2 separate regions of the Rattus norvegicus genome follow, and region 1 is linked to region 2. A link is a contact called in public Hi-C data. All regions are on one chromosome and are shown on one strand. The core of a region is the stretch at or near the end of the contact, and the rest is flanking DNA. Distances in the headings are between cores, read along the strand shown. Region 1 holds the start of Adam23 (ADAM metallopeptidase domain 23). Region 2 holds the start of Ndufs1 (NADH:ubiquinone oxidoreductase core subunit S1).

What was found. Hi-C and Micro-C count contacts between places; a contact is called where the count stands out from the background.
Region 1: a Hi-C map of frontal cortex shows a contact between it and region 2, with 1.8 times the contacts expected there. The contact joins the promoter of Adam23 here to the promoter of Ndufs1 in region 2. A contact is called at or near these places in 2 of 12 Hi-C or Micro-C datasets (Schwann cells and frontal cortex).

The regions. Positions count from the first base shown.
Region 1 is chr9:72,352,722-72,359,978 of GRCr8, forward strand. Adam23 (ADAM metallopeptidase domain 23) reads left to right here and starts at 3,758. Exons shown (of 26, transcript NM_001393708.1): 1 at 3,758-4,267; 2 at 5,536-5,753. The coding sequence starts at 4,066.
Region 2 is chr9:72,069,889-72,076,952 of GRCr8, forward strand. Ndufs1 (NADH:ubiquinone oxidoreductase core subunit S1) reads right to left here and starts at 3,717. Exons shown (of 19, transcript NM_001005550.1): 1 at 3,661-3,717. Eef1b2 (eukaryotic translation elongation factor 1 beta 2) reads left to right here and starts at 4,203. Exons shown (of 6, transcript NM_001108799.3): 1 at 4,203-4,357; 2 at 4,807-4,929; 3 at 5,439-5,565; 4 at 5,852-5,918; 5 at 6,282-6,407; 6 at 6,505-6,703. The coding sequence starts at 4,278. The coding sequence ends at 6,659. It overlaps LOC120094886 (small nucleolar RNA SNORD51), which reads left to right and starts at 5,697; the gene lies at 5,697-5,774. LOC120094888 (small nucleolar RNA SNORA41) reads left to right here and starts at 6,036; the gene lies at 6,036-6,167.

The DNA of each region.
Region 1 (7,257 bases), core at 2,508-5,007, 280 kb after region 2:
ACAAAAAACAGGAACTGACTCCAAGATGTTATGGCCTAGGTGTTACCGCCCATCTGCCAAACAGAAAATGCCAAGATATTCTTTTGTTAAGAACAAAAGCTTCCACATGCATCAGCAAGGCTCAGCAGGGAGCAAACACTGAGGGGGGGCCCAGGACGGTCTGACACCCATGGGTTCTCACAGCAATCATCTTCTACATTTGGTGTCCTGACCAGATTTATGCTCGGAGTCCATTGATGACTGCCACAGTCCAGTGTACCTTTGTTACCAGACTCAGGCTGGCCTTCTGATTTTTCATTCTCTTTGCTTCAGCCAAGCTTGCAGCATTTCTCCTATTGCTACCCAAACACGCCAAGGACCAGCCTTGGCTTAGAGAGCAGTTTCAAGAGAAAGGATGTCTGGGAGCGGCAAAAACAAACAAACAAACAAACAAACAAACAAACAAACAAATAAATAAGGCTCAAGTCAAATCTCGGGTCCAAGCTGGCGGCCTGTGCTCTGCTGGAGAGAGGTTTCTAGACTGCTTTCTCTCTGTCTTGCTTTCTTTCTCTCTGATCTGCTTTCTCTGGAGATTTCTAGATGGGTCTCTCTATTTTCTGCTGAGACAGCTCTCTAAACTTTTCTCTCTTGCTATTCTAAAAAACCCTCTGGATAGCTCATCTCTGGCAGATCATAAGCCCAGTCTTTTACTTTACTTATCAATCCAGTCATTTACTCTAGGTTCCCTTTTGATTATCCTATGAATCAGTGTCCTGTGACCCCAGCCCCTTAATTCTTAGAAAACAGTAAGCACCCAGTTTCTTTTTAACATGCAAAAGTATTCAGAGATCTGCCTGTCTCAGGTAAGCCGATAAGCAAGCTGTGTGGGAACCAGTCCTGAAATTACCATTTCTACCACACCTGGACCTGGACTGTCTGTGTCCCAGGCTGACCTTGAACTCAGGAATCTGCCTGCCTTTGTATCTTTCTGACAAGATCTGAATAGTGTAGTTACCTCTGTACATTTAGATTCATGAAGCCCCTCATAATTCATATTGCATCCTTATATTTTACGTAGTTGAAAATTATACGTTTTTGAACTCATGTTTTTAGAGTTCTTTTCTACAGCCTTAAGGGATGTCCTGAAGGTCCCAGCATTTACCATTTTGCTAAGACATTAGCCACACCTTCTGCTCCTGGACTTATGCTGTCTCTGATTATCATGGAGTCATTAACATTAGGAGGGAGGACATTCCTCCAAGCAAGAATGTAAAATATGTAATTATTATACAAACAAGCCTTACAGGACAGCCATCTACACTCTTGAAGGCCCATGTCTGCTGGCCCTGTCCTAGGGCAGGAACCTTGTCTTTCTGTCCCCACCTAGGCCATACCTGATTCAGCCCAAATACAGTTGTGTTTTGACATCCTCATGTGCCATGGCAGATGTGCATGTGTGCGTGTGTGCGTGCACGCGAGAGCACACACACACACAGACACACAGAGAGACAAAGACCGACAGACACAGAGACGGTTTTTTGTGCCATCAGGGCCTTTACGTGATAGGTAAACACTACACTGCCTGCTTTTGCCGTTTTGATAGGGCAAAGCTGATTTGCATGTGCAGGGCCAAGCATTCTGATAGCGAGCAAGGACGACACTAACTCCAGGCACGGTGAGGGTAAAAATGGGACCATTTAGAAGTAAATTCTATCCCAATAAACTGTCTTACTACCTAAATGAGAATAGTGGATAAATGTAATGAATTCGCCACCTAAAGGATATACGATTCTGCTCTTATCCTTCATCTCAATAGAGAGGCTAAAGAACAAGTTTCAGTAAGTAAACTTTCCTAGGTGGTTTATGCACTTCCTGCCTCCCTTGCTGATCACTCTCCGGCCACCAACAGCATCTGCAAACATTACATTTCTGTATATAGATAGTCTATTTTTCTTTACTATGTGGCATAAGTCAGCAGCCTCTCTTGAACAGCATCCTCACTCCTCACTGGAAACCAAAAGAAATCTCATGCTGCACCCAAACACAGGGTGGTGGGTTATAGCTGCTGGAGATCAGTCAGCCTCTCAGCTCTTAGGTTTGTTTAGAGAGCAGTGAGAGACAATAACGAGATTACAAGAGATACCTTTGAAATAATCTGTGCCGGGACAGCCCCTTCTCTCACTGCCTTCTCCCTTGGAAGCCCTTGTCAATCTTCTTTCTGGCTTCTGGTCTCCCAAGCCTGTTTTCAGCATATATATTGTATCATATATAACTTGAGACAATCTCCTGGCTTACTCATTGACCATGTATTATCCAAGAGGTTTCCCTGGGCCTTAGATATCATATTAGGACCTAGGGCTACAATGTGGATGAAAACCGTTGTTGCCCTCATATGGTGTGTGTGTGTGTGTGTGTGTGTGTGTGTGTGTGTGTGTATGTGAGTGTTAACACTAAACTAATTAAATCCATGGGCCCAATAAATACTCCTGCTGAAATTTGGAAAGAAGTTAAAATCAATATCTGATACTGCAACAGCTCTGCTGTCTGAGGTCTGTGTGCAGGCCTGTCATCTTTGTCTGTCTCTAGAAGTTTTTTTGGTGAAGCTCAGGTAGAGAAGGTGGCTAACAGCCTTGACAGGGATGGTGATGTAAGTATAGGTGGTATGGGCGTTGAGGGTGGGTTCACTTCTTGAGCCCTCCCTGGCCTTCTCCAAGTAGATAATCCTTAGCTCTATTTTAAATATCAATAATGGAGTAAGACACTATTGTTATTACTCAGACTATCCTTGGGAGAGCGAATAAGTTATGTTGGTGTCACCAGAGTCCAGGTGGTGAAAATGGGCCTCAAATCTTAATTTGGAACCAACCAGAATTAGCAGCGGCTGCTAACCCACCCAAACCAGGGAACTGACAGCACTGAACGAAAATACCCCCTTTCTCTGCACAAGATACGACTGGATCTCAAAAATAGAAGTGTGTTCTCAGAAATGCCTGCCCACCCCCAAGGCTGGTTGACAAACGATAGATTTCCCAAGATAGCTGCCACGGTTGCTTTCTAATCTCTGTATTTCTTCTATTCCAGAATATGGTCCGTCACACTTTCTGATTTTAGCTTTCTTCAAAGCCCTATGGGCACAAGGAAGGAGGACCCACGACCCTGCAAGGGGATCCCAGTGGCTCGCTGCCCACAGACGCCAGCCTGCGGATGCACCACAGTGCTTCCCACTGTCATCCCACTCGCTGCTATGAGGAACACAGCTATTTTTACCTCTCTGGCTGCAGCCCTTCATATTTATTTGAAGGAAGGAAATAAATAAAGATTTGAGAAGGAAAATGCATAGTCTCAGTTTTCCCTGCGCTAGAAAGGTTTGGTATAGGAGAGGGTGTTGAGGATGGGCCGCTTTTCTTGGCAAGTTGTTGCCAGATCAGGCCTGAAAACCCCTGCACTTTTCTCTTCAGGGTCATCCCTGACTGCAAACTTCTTTCTCTCTTACCCCCATCTTTGGAGGTGCCACCATCTCTTTTGATGCTGCCTGGGATGCTGCATCACTCTGCACCCCCCTCTCCCCACACCTCCCCGGGGCTCCCTCACTCGAGCATGCGCAGCGCGGCCCATGCAGGCTACAGCATCAGCATCTGCAAGAGCATCAGCATCCGCACCCGAAACCCCGTTCGGGCGCGCTTCCGGAGGGTGGGGTGCAGTACCGCGCTGCGCGTCCCCGACTTTCGCGCCCGCGCCGCGCGTCCCCGCGCCGCTCGCTCCCGCGCGCGCCTCCTCAGCATCCTCAGGCCCGGCAGCAACCCCCGCAGTCACTGGTGCGGCCGCGCCCGCTACTGGGAGGGTGCAGCCGCTGGGGGAGGCTCCAAGTTGGCGGAGCGGCGGGGACCCCCTCTGCGGGCCGCTCCCCGAAAGGCGGAAAGAGTCGAGGAGGGCGCGCCGCCGTCCCCGAGACCCCAACCCCTGACCCCTGCCCGCGGCCGCAGCATGCGCGCCCAGCCGGCGTGACCGGCTCCGCCCGCAGCCGCCCCGCAGCCCAGCCCGGCGCTCTCGCGGGTCACTCGGACCGGCGCCCGGGAGCGATGAGCCATGAAGCCGCCCGGCAGCAGCTCCCGGCGGCCGCCCCTGACGGGCTGCAGCCTGCCCGGCGCCTCCCGCGGCCCCGGCCGCTGCCCCGCCGGCCCGGTGCCGGCCCGCGCGCCGCCCTGCCGCCTGCTCCTCGTCCTTCTCCTGCTGCCTGCGCTCGCCGCCTCGTCCCGGCCCCGTGCCCGGGGGGCCGCTGCGCTCAGCGGTGGGTATGGCCGGTGCCCTTTGCGTTGCCTTCCCCGCGGGGCCCTGGGGAGGAGAAGGGCACGCAGGTGCGTGTACCCCGGACGTGTGGGTCCCCAGCCTGGCCTTCGAGCGCCTCCCTGTCGACCTCTCCACCCTTGTCCGTCCCAAGCCCAGGTTCATGCTAGTTCACTTTTGGAAGTCTGTTTCTGTTGCATTCACTAAAGACCCATTCTAGTGACTGTGGGTTCCACCCTGAGGTATTTGGTGGCTCCTGAGTCCTTTAGCGCTCTCTATGTAACTTCCAGTGACAGGAAGATGCAGTGAGCTAGCAAGTTGCTTCTTGCCTTGGGGAACCTTCATATGAATGCGGAGGGGTGGGGGGAGTGCAATAATAGTGGCAAATGCTTGATCCCTCAAATTCCCCACCCAGGTTTAGACCCTGCTCTTGGAATTAAGGTGAGAGAGGCATACTTTGGGGACCAGAGAATGGAAGTCTCCAAGACACTCTTTGCGCATGACCTTTGGCTGTGTTTTCCCAAAATGCTTGTCATAATGAGCAATCAGAATAATACAATGTTGAGCACACTGGTGATTGGAAGTCACTGAAAGCAGAAAGCTGGCCTTGGCAGTAAAGAGAAAGAAACTGGAAAGTTGCCAGCATCTATATCCCTTTATGGCAAAACAGTTTTTTTTTTTGTACAACTCAAAGTTAGAAAGAAAGAGGAATCACTCATTCATATATATATACATATATATACATATGCATATGTATATATTATGTATACACACATACACACGCACATATGCACGCATCCATACACATATATTTGAAAGAATCACTTTACATTCAGTGTCTATGAATTCAGCACCCAAGTTAAGAGTGTTCTTAGCTTTCAGATGGAGTGATGTTAAGATGTGTACAGTTGAGCTGCTGCATCCTCTGAAGGGGGAGGGGAGGAGGGTCACGACCCTTGAGCTTGTTACTTGCTGACTCTTCTTTAAGCCCATTCTGCCCTCTGCCCCCTCACAGTCCAGACGTTCAGATCTAAGAGGGGATGTAAAAGGTACACACGAGTACAGTATGTGATTGTATAAGCTTCCCTGGTTACCAGCCTATCCAGGCCAAACCACTGTTACAGTAACTTCTCTTTTGGTGTCTCCACTTCCTAACTTCTTAGCAATAGAAAACTTCGCTAATGTAATCAACGGACGGATGCATTCTAGAGCTTGTATATTTACTGGATGTATATGTGTGTGTTTGTGTATATTTGTGCTCCCCCCCCCCAGCTCTGCATTGGAATGAAACTGCAGAAAACAGCCCGGGAGTTGTGGCAGATGAAGACAGCACATTGCAACAGAATGGCAGCAGAAATACCAGCTACAGCAGTGCAGTGCAGAAAGAAATCACACTGCCCTCAAGACTGGTGTATTACATCAACCAGGACTCAGAAAGCCCTTATCATGTTCTTGACACAAAGGCCAGACACCAACAGAAACACAATAAGGTAGGCAGGAGGCTGCGTATGCCCAACTCACTGCCAGGAAGAGTTCTCTTCCCATTTGACTTTCTGCCAGGATCTGATTTCACAAATTTTAGTGCAGCATTTTATTAAGTAAGCAATTAATATGATAGTAGAAGATAAACTAGAGGGGATTAACTCGGGATCGACCGGGACGGGGTTTACTGTTTGTGTCTTTGACTAAAATGGAAACTGAGCATTTTCAGATGTCCTGTGACAAACTGGCTCCCTGTGTCTCTCAGGTACCTTGGCACTAAGCAATCCAGTGAACTTGTTTGCAGTTCTGACTTGTTTTCTGAGAGCCTTTATGTAAAAGTGCAGGAATCTACTTCCCAGGAAATAAAAACTCCTGGCAGTCTGCACACACAAGGCCTCTCTGAGAGGCAGTGTGGCTGTACTTTTCCCATCAGGCTTTCTACGCAGAACTTGCGTTTGAGTTTACCTTATTTCTCTAACTGGGCATTGGTGGGGTAAACAATACTATGACGTGTTTTCAGCAAACAATTTGGGATTTCAAGAGACCACGAGGACCAGAAAACTATGACTTATGTAAGATATTGACCAGTTTTGATTGACATCATCCTTGAGGACACTTTGCATCGATGGTGAACATTTGCTTTACTTTTAGGTTGGTTGTGAGAGTGGCCTGGAGCTTGAGAAAGATACTCAAACAAGGACAAAAGTATCTAATGTCCCAAGAGTTTAAAGAATCCCCGCTACTGGGGCTTATTTGAACCAACGATATTTTGGATCCAAAGCAAGTCTACACAGTGAGGTAGTTGGAATCTTTGCCCTCTTGTTAGGCCCAGAACAAGGCTGTTCTGTTGGTGGGCGTGATTTCACAGCACATGTCTGACTCTATGATATGGTTACACATTTCTTTCTGAACTGTCCCTGTTCAGTTAGCAAGAGCAGGAGCTGGTTAAACATGCAGAAGTTAACAGTGCTTCTGTGGTTTGCATCAGCGTGTGATTGGTTTTCCGAAGCAGAGGTAAGGCCTGTCATACTCTTCCCATTTCATAAACGGGGAGAAAGGTATATAAGGCCTTTGCGGGACCCCTCTCAAGGTTTAAAATGGCTATTAGGTTTGAACAGTTAATTGTTACTATTTTTAAAATGAGTGAAGTCTCTGAGAAGAAGCATCCTTTATATTGAATAACTCCGTTAACCTCGGTAGCCTTCTTCGTGTTTGATTTTGTAGGGGGTGTTGCCCACCATGGCTGAGACTATGAGCTTCTTCTCTAGTAGGCCTTTCAGAATGTTTTCTGTAACTCAGTGGCATAACTAATACTTAATGTCTTAAGGATAGAAGGAGTGGATGCTGTCTTTAGGGAGAGATGCCCAAAGCCCCCTTAATAACATGCAGTGAGGACTAGCTAGCTTCCCTCATGAGTGATCCCTGTGCTAAGTCAGGGATGGGTTTCGTTTCTTGTTTATAGTTCTTAAACTCCAGGGCCTTTGTTCAGGATGCTGGAAGAAGCCCAAAGCT
Region 2 (7,064 bases), core at 2,467-4,966:
CAAAAGCTAATAAAAATAGGTTTTAAAACAATGCTTCTACATTGCTTTGGGTGTTTTAGAGGCCTAATCTCAGTTACTTGGGACACTAAAGCAGCAGGATCCCATGTTCCCAGACTGCCTAGACCTTGAGTGAGTTCAATACTAACCTGGATAATCTAGTGAGACCCTGACTCAAAAATAAAAAGGTTAACTGGAGAGGCTCAGCAGTTTAAGAGCACATGTTGCTCTTGCAGAAAACCTGGTTTCTGCTCCCAGGGCCCAAACAAAGGCTCACAACCATCCACAATTGTTACTGATGTCCTCTGCAAGTGCCAACACACACAGAGCACACACATACAAGCAGGCAAAGCACTCATATACGAAAAGAGAATAAGCTGGGCATGGTGGTGCACACCTTTAATCACAGTGCCTGGGATGCAGAGGGTGGCGGAGCTCTGAGTTCAAGGCCAGCCTGGTCTACAGAGTGAGTTCTAGCAGCCAGGGCTACAAAAACCCTGTCTCCAAAAGTAAAGAGAGAGGGGGGGGGGAGAGTATGTGTGTGTGCGAGAGAGAGAGAGAGAGAGAGAGAGAGAGAGAGAGAGAGAGAGAGAAGAGAGGGAGAGAGAGGGAGAGAGAGGGAGAGAGAGAGAATAAATTATTTTAAAGTTTTTTTTTAAATCGAAAGTAAAGTGAAGGATGGAAATGTGGCTCAGTGGTACCAAGTGTGAGACAGCTCTAGGTTCAATAACCAAGACTAAAAAATAATTTAAATGAAAGGCCAGAGAGATAACTCAGAGGTTAGCATTGTCATCCATCACTGAAGGAAGTGAGGGCTAGAAGGAAGCAGTTTCTTAATTGAGGTTCCCTCCTCTCAGATGATGTTAGCTTGTGTCAAATAGACATAAAACTATGCAGCACAGTCTCTAAAATCCTTTTCTACAAATTTCTGGGATTACAGATATGTTGTTTTTCTGTTTGTTTTTACCTTTTAAAGATAGTAAAAAAAAAAAGTGATGAGTATATCAACATTAAAAAAACAGTAAAAATGTTTCTCAACAGCAGTAGCAGTACTAATAGAAAATAGTTCAAAAAACAGATTTTTTTCCTTTTTAATAATTAAAAAAAGTGTTTGTTATGTGTTTTGTCTGCATGTATGTCTATTCACCTCAAGGAGGCCAGGAGAGGTTATCAGATCCCTTGGAATTGGAGATACAGACAGCTGCTGAGCTGCCCTGTAATTTTAGGGAATCAGATCTAAAAGAACAGTCTTAACCACCCAGTCATCTTTCCAGTCCCAAAGGTATAGCCTAGGCAGGTCTTGAATTCATGATCCTCCTGTCTATACTTCTTGAACATACGCTGGCATGTGCTACTACAACTGGCTTTTAGCTGTGTAGAGACCAGGCTGGCCTGAAACACACAGAGATTCACCTACAGGCCTCTGCCTCTTAAGTGCTGAAATTAAAAGCATGTACTACCACTTCAGATAAAACAGAATCCTAAACATTAAAGTCTGTAGTTATTATAGATGATATATAATTAAATATTTCATTAGCTTATAATTTAATTTATTTAATTAATTCTTTAAAAATGGAAATCTACAGTTTACAAACTGAATTTGCAGATACCGAGTCTGTTATCTACTAGGTATTGGTTCTTTACCTATAGAGCAAATCTACACTGTTTCTTAGGGTATTATTACTAGGTCAATAATAAAAACAAAGAAAAAAATTGCAGTAAAAACAGCAAGGCAATCAGTAATGGCTATTAACAATCAGTTGTACAGCGATCTTTGTTTGTGGCCCTTTTTCTTATTAAAAACACACCATGTATATATTTTATTATTCTACTTACTAGAGTTGGACAGAGCAGGTAGCTTTAATGCAGGACCACTTCCTTTAGGCTGCACTGGACTATATCCGTAGTACAAACAACAAACAAACCCACAGTACTAAACTGAAGGTGAATCATCAATATTGTTAGCTACTGGACTGTAAGTTCCTTGACAAAAAATTTGGCTATTTCTCTTTTCTGAAGACTAGCAAGTCCCCAAGTAGTTTTGCCACCAAATTCCAGAATGAGCAGTTATCTATCTCTGTTTTAAATGGTACTGATGAGGCTACGCACAGCAGTCTATGCCTGTGGTTGCAGCACTGGGGAGCCTAAAGCATGAGAATCAGGAGTCTGAGGCCAGTCTGAGCTATATACATGGGACCTCATCCCACAAAAACAGCCTGCACTGCATAAAGAGTCTGAGGATAACCTGGCTTATGCACTGTACAGGTTGTTTTGCTGTGGTTTTTTTACTTTGGTGGGTTTTGTTTTTTTTTTTTTTTAGATATATCTCATGTACCTCAGACTGGCCTCAAACTTGCTATGAAGTCAAGGATCAACTTGGACTCCTAAACTTCAGGCTTCCACTTCCCAAGCAAGGGGCAGAATTAGCAACATGTACCACCATGTTCAGCTTCGTATATGTTTTATTGTTGTTGTTGACATTCATTTACTTACTGGATGAAGGTTACCATATACACACAAGGGGGTGGGGCAGGCGCATGAGGAAGTCAAAGGCAACTTTTGAAAGTCAGTTCTCTCTTTCCATCAATGTGGGTCCTGGAGACCTAACTCATGGATGCCAGGCTTAGCAAGCATCGTTACCAACTAAGCTATCTCACCAGCATGCATTTCAGAATATGCATTTCAGACATGGTATCTATCAAATAGGAACAGTAGAGTCCTTACCTAAGCATGCACAAACTCCTCCATTCAATCCTGTCCCAGCCTCCCCCGTCTAGGATTACAGATAAGCACCACCACACCCTGGCATATCTCTACTATCTTGGCTGTAACTAATAAAAATAAAGGGCGTTGATGTTCTGGCTTAGAATAATAGATTCAAAGATGCAAAACTCAGTGGGGGCTGGGGAGGAGATTCCCAGAAATTTTTGTTTCATCTTAAGACATGAATCTTGAGAACACTGCAGCTTCCTGATTTGCAGTGGGACTCAGAGCTAACTTTTTAAGATTCACTTTTAATTTATGTGTGCATGTGCTTGTCTCTGTGTGGTTATGTGCATTTATAAGTGCCGGTGCTCACAGTCCAAAAGAGTGGCAAATTCCCTGTAACAAGGCAGTTGTCCCCCTTCTGACGGAGACAGTGGGAACCGAACTCGGATCTACTCTACAAGGCACTCTTAACCACTTGGCTATCTCTCCAACTCCGACTGAGCTTTTAGTTTTTGTCATTCTCCCCGTCAGTGGAATGAATAAAATACTACCCAACATCATCAATGAACTGGACAAAATAAACAGTAGTGTGGGCAGTTTCAAGATAGCAACTAAAGAGACGCCTAATGTTTAAGTCTTTCCTGACACTGGGAAATGACCCGGTCTCCTCCAGACAGGGCCATCTCCTGTCTTCCCCTGCAGAGAGAAAGTAGCTAGCAAGCCGGAACTCCCAAAGGTTTCCTGATCATCTTGCTTATGCTCCATCAGACCAGAAACTATGGCTAGTAACCTTCACCTGCCGGTTCTCCGGGGTTCTGGAGGTGGCGGGGCAGGAGGTGGTGCCCAGTCAAGGACAAGAGGAGAATGACTTGTTTGACCTAAAGAACACAGTCCTGCTAAGAAAGAAAACACCACTCGAAGCACTTCAACTTTCTCTCTTAAACGCGTCCTCACCTTTCCTCTAGAGCTCACCAAGTTGTCCCGCTGATTTGTCCGGATCCCCCTGACCCCTCAAAACCCAGCCGCTAAGTCAATATGGCGGCCACGGCTAACTCCGTCAGCCTGACCTGGCGGACGGAAAGCCAGGAGGGACAACAAAGCCAGATTCGACAATCTCCCCTCTTTGGACCTGTTCGGCAATTTCCGTCAGCACGAGAGGGAGCCGGGAGAAAGCGGAGAAGACAACTTGGACCTGCAGTTCCGCCGGAAGTAGCCGAGGCCTTGAGGCCGAATGCTTTCGTTCAACTCCGGCTCCTCAAGGGGCGTTTCCTTTAGTTTTAGAATCCTTGGAGGTAGGCGTTTTAAAATGCATCTTTTATTAATTTCCTTCCAAACACAAGGAAAAGCCCGCGGACGACCTGTGGGTCGTCTAATTCACAAGACGCAGTTTTACGTGAAGGAACGAGACTAGTAACGTACTTTGACCTTTAACCTCTAGCCGGTGCAGTGGAGGGAAACGCCTCCGTCTCTATATAAGGACTTTTCCGGCCGGTCCCGGCCCTTTTTCTCCCTCAGCGCTGGCCGCGGGCTTCTAGCGCTCTTTTCCTCCGCTCCCGGTTACAGTCGACGCCATGGGTTTCGGAGACCTGAAAACCCCCGCCGGCCTCCAGGTGCTCAACGATTACCTGGCGGACAAGAGCTACATTGAGGGGTGAGCCGGGAGCCCCGGGGGCCACGTGGCGCGGGCTCGGCGGGAGGGAAGCGGGTCGCCGGAAACTAGGGGAAGCCGAGTTAGGTCTCCCGAGTCTCGGATGCCACTGGAGCAGGACCTCCCTGGAGGGGCTGCCAGCGCAATAATTGAAATAATGCTTGCTCTCCGTGTAACTACGTTCAGCCGGTTCTTCCGCGTCCTCTGACTAGTTAATTTAAACCTGTGGCAAGCCCGAGGTAGCCTTTGAGTTCTCCCAAGTGGTAGAGAATTCTTGGCTTGTACAGATTGAAACATATTTTGTGCACTTCCGATTAGAAGCAATTTAGGTTAGCCCTGTAATAGTTCCCACTAGTAGTTAGTTTGGCGGGTATGGGCTGTGTCATTTACCAGTTAGGTGTTTGTGTCTTTTCTTTTAAAGGTGCGTGTACTTGTTTTTGTGTTACCTGCAGGTACGTGCCATCACAAGCCGATGTGGCAGTATTTGAAGCAATCTCTGGTCCACCACCCGCTGACCTGTGTCATGCTCTGCGTTGGTATAATCATATCAAATCTTACGAAAAAGAAAAGGCCAGGTAAAAGTATCATTGTGCTACCTGGATTTTCGCATGGCAAAGTAGGACCGGGGTTAAAGTTGCTTTAGCATTGTTGACCTAGTGTAAACCAAATTTCTTTGTGACCTTAAATTAAGGCCAACAGACTGAAGTTCTCCATTTTCTCACAGAACAGGTAGAACATGGACAGCTGCAGTTTACAATTTTCCCACACCTCATTAATGTGTTTTGACCTGGGGGAGGGGCACCACTGGGTTGTGAGGGTAGCTGATTTAATTCCTGGCCATTCTTCTAAAACTAAAGAATGGAAGTGGGGATATATAATGAATCTCATTCAGATGTTCATTTTGGAAGAGTAAACCATTGAGTACTGAATACTATGTCTCCTTTAAAGTCAGGTCATTTACCTGGGGTTGTGCTAAGGTTAAGTAACCAGAAGAGATTGTGAGTTACTGGAAAGGAAGATTGTGTGTTTTGCCCAGAAAGAGCTTTGACACCAACCTAATGTTGTAGAATGCTTGTTTTTCAAGCTTGCCGGGAGTGAAGAAATCTTTGGGCAAGTATGGCCCTGTCAGTGTGGCAGATACCACAGGAAGTGGAGCAGCAGATGCTAAAGACGATGATGACATTGATCTCTTCGGATCTGATGATGAGGAGGTATGCCTTTCTCTTTATACAAGTATATTGATAAGGCAGACAGTCTTTACAGCATGACTAACTGGTGCTGTAGCCACTGCCCGGACATGGATCCTGCCTTGGCTTTATTGTCTGCCTTTAAAAATTTATCACTGGGTACATGATGAATAAAATCGAATCACCATCTTTCGGCTGAGCTCCTGATGGATTTGCTTTTTTCTGATGTCCAGTCATTTTTGTGATGACCTTGTCACTACATTTAAGCAGAAGATAACCAACTTTGTGAAATGTTTTTTTCTCTGTACAGGAAAGTGAAGACGCAAAGAGGCTACGAGAAGAACGCCTTGCTCAGTATGAGTCAAAGAAAGCTAAAAGTGGGTAACTTACGGTTTATCTTCATTGTTAGTAATGTGAATGCCTTTGTCTAGTGCTTGGCCTTAAAGTGGGTTTTCCCCCAGTTAAATTGAATGGGTCAATATTTTATTTACATCTTCCACAGCTACTGGTCTGCAGCTGTCTTTATGGTAGCAGTTGTAGCATTCCTCTGTGGGAAAGAAACTGTTACACAATTTAATGCCTCTTTCTTAGCCACATAGAAAGAGGAATATGCGTGACAGACACAAGGCGAGTTGTGTACGTTTTTGGCAAGAAGGTGGCCTGTTTCAAAACAAACAGATTTGACTTAATGGTGAAAATGTTGAGTATTTAGGTGTCGTTCATTTTTTCACCTTTTTTAGAGCCTGCAGTTGTTGCGAAGTCTTCCATCTTGTTAGATGTGAAGCCTTGGGACGATGAGACAGACATGACGAAACTTGAGGAGTGTGTCCGAAGCATTCAAGCGGACGGCTTGGTGTGGGGCTCCTGTAAGTGATGCTTGTGTTTGGGGGTTGGAATTTGGGCATCTTCAGTTTTCCTATCACAAAGAGTTTCCTAACTTTTTTACCCCTTGATCTTTTTTAGCTAAATTGGTTCCAGTGGGATACGGAATTAAAAAGCTTCAAATACAGTGTGTAGTTGAAGATGATAAGGTTGGAACAGATATGCTGGAAGAGCAGATTACTGCTTTTGAGGACTATGTACAGTCCATGGATGTGGCTGCTTTTAACAAAATCTAAATCATCCTTAAGTCTGTGCACTTAAATAAAAGCTTGAAAGATAACCCTTGACTCTTCATTTGCTGTGAGAAATGATATACTTTGTTTTGAAGAAAAGGTGAAGTGGTGGGGACTTGGGCTAGAAAGAGAAATTTTGCTCAGCATTTCAAACCACTTGGGCCATGGTTATCCAGACCAACATGAAGTTGCCTTTTAGCCAACACTATCGTGTCATAGATATAACTAAAAAGAAGATAAAAAATGTGTTATTAAAAATTTAGCGGGGTTGGGGATTTAGCTCAGTGGTAGCTCAGTGGGCCTTAGCAAGCTCAAGGCCCTGGGTTCGGTCCTTAGCTCCGGGGGAAAAAAAATTAGCAATTAATTGTCACCCGATGTGTTCAATACCTTTTTGAAAAGCAGAATGAA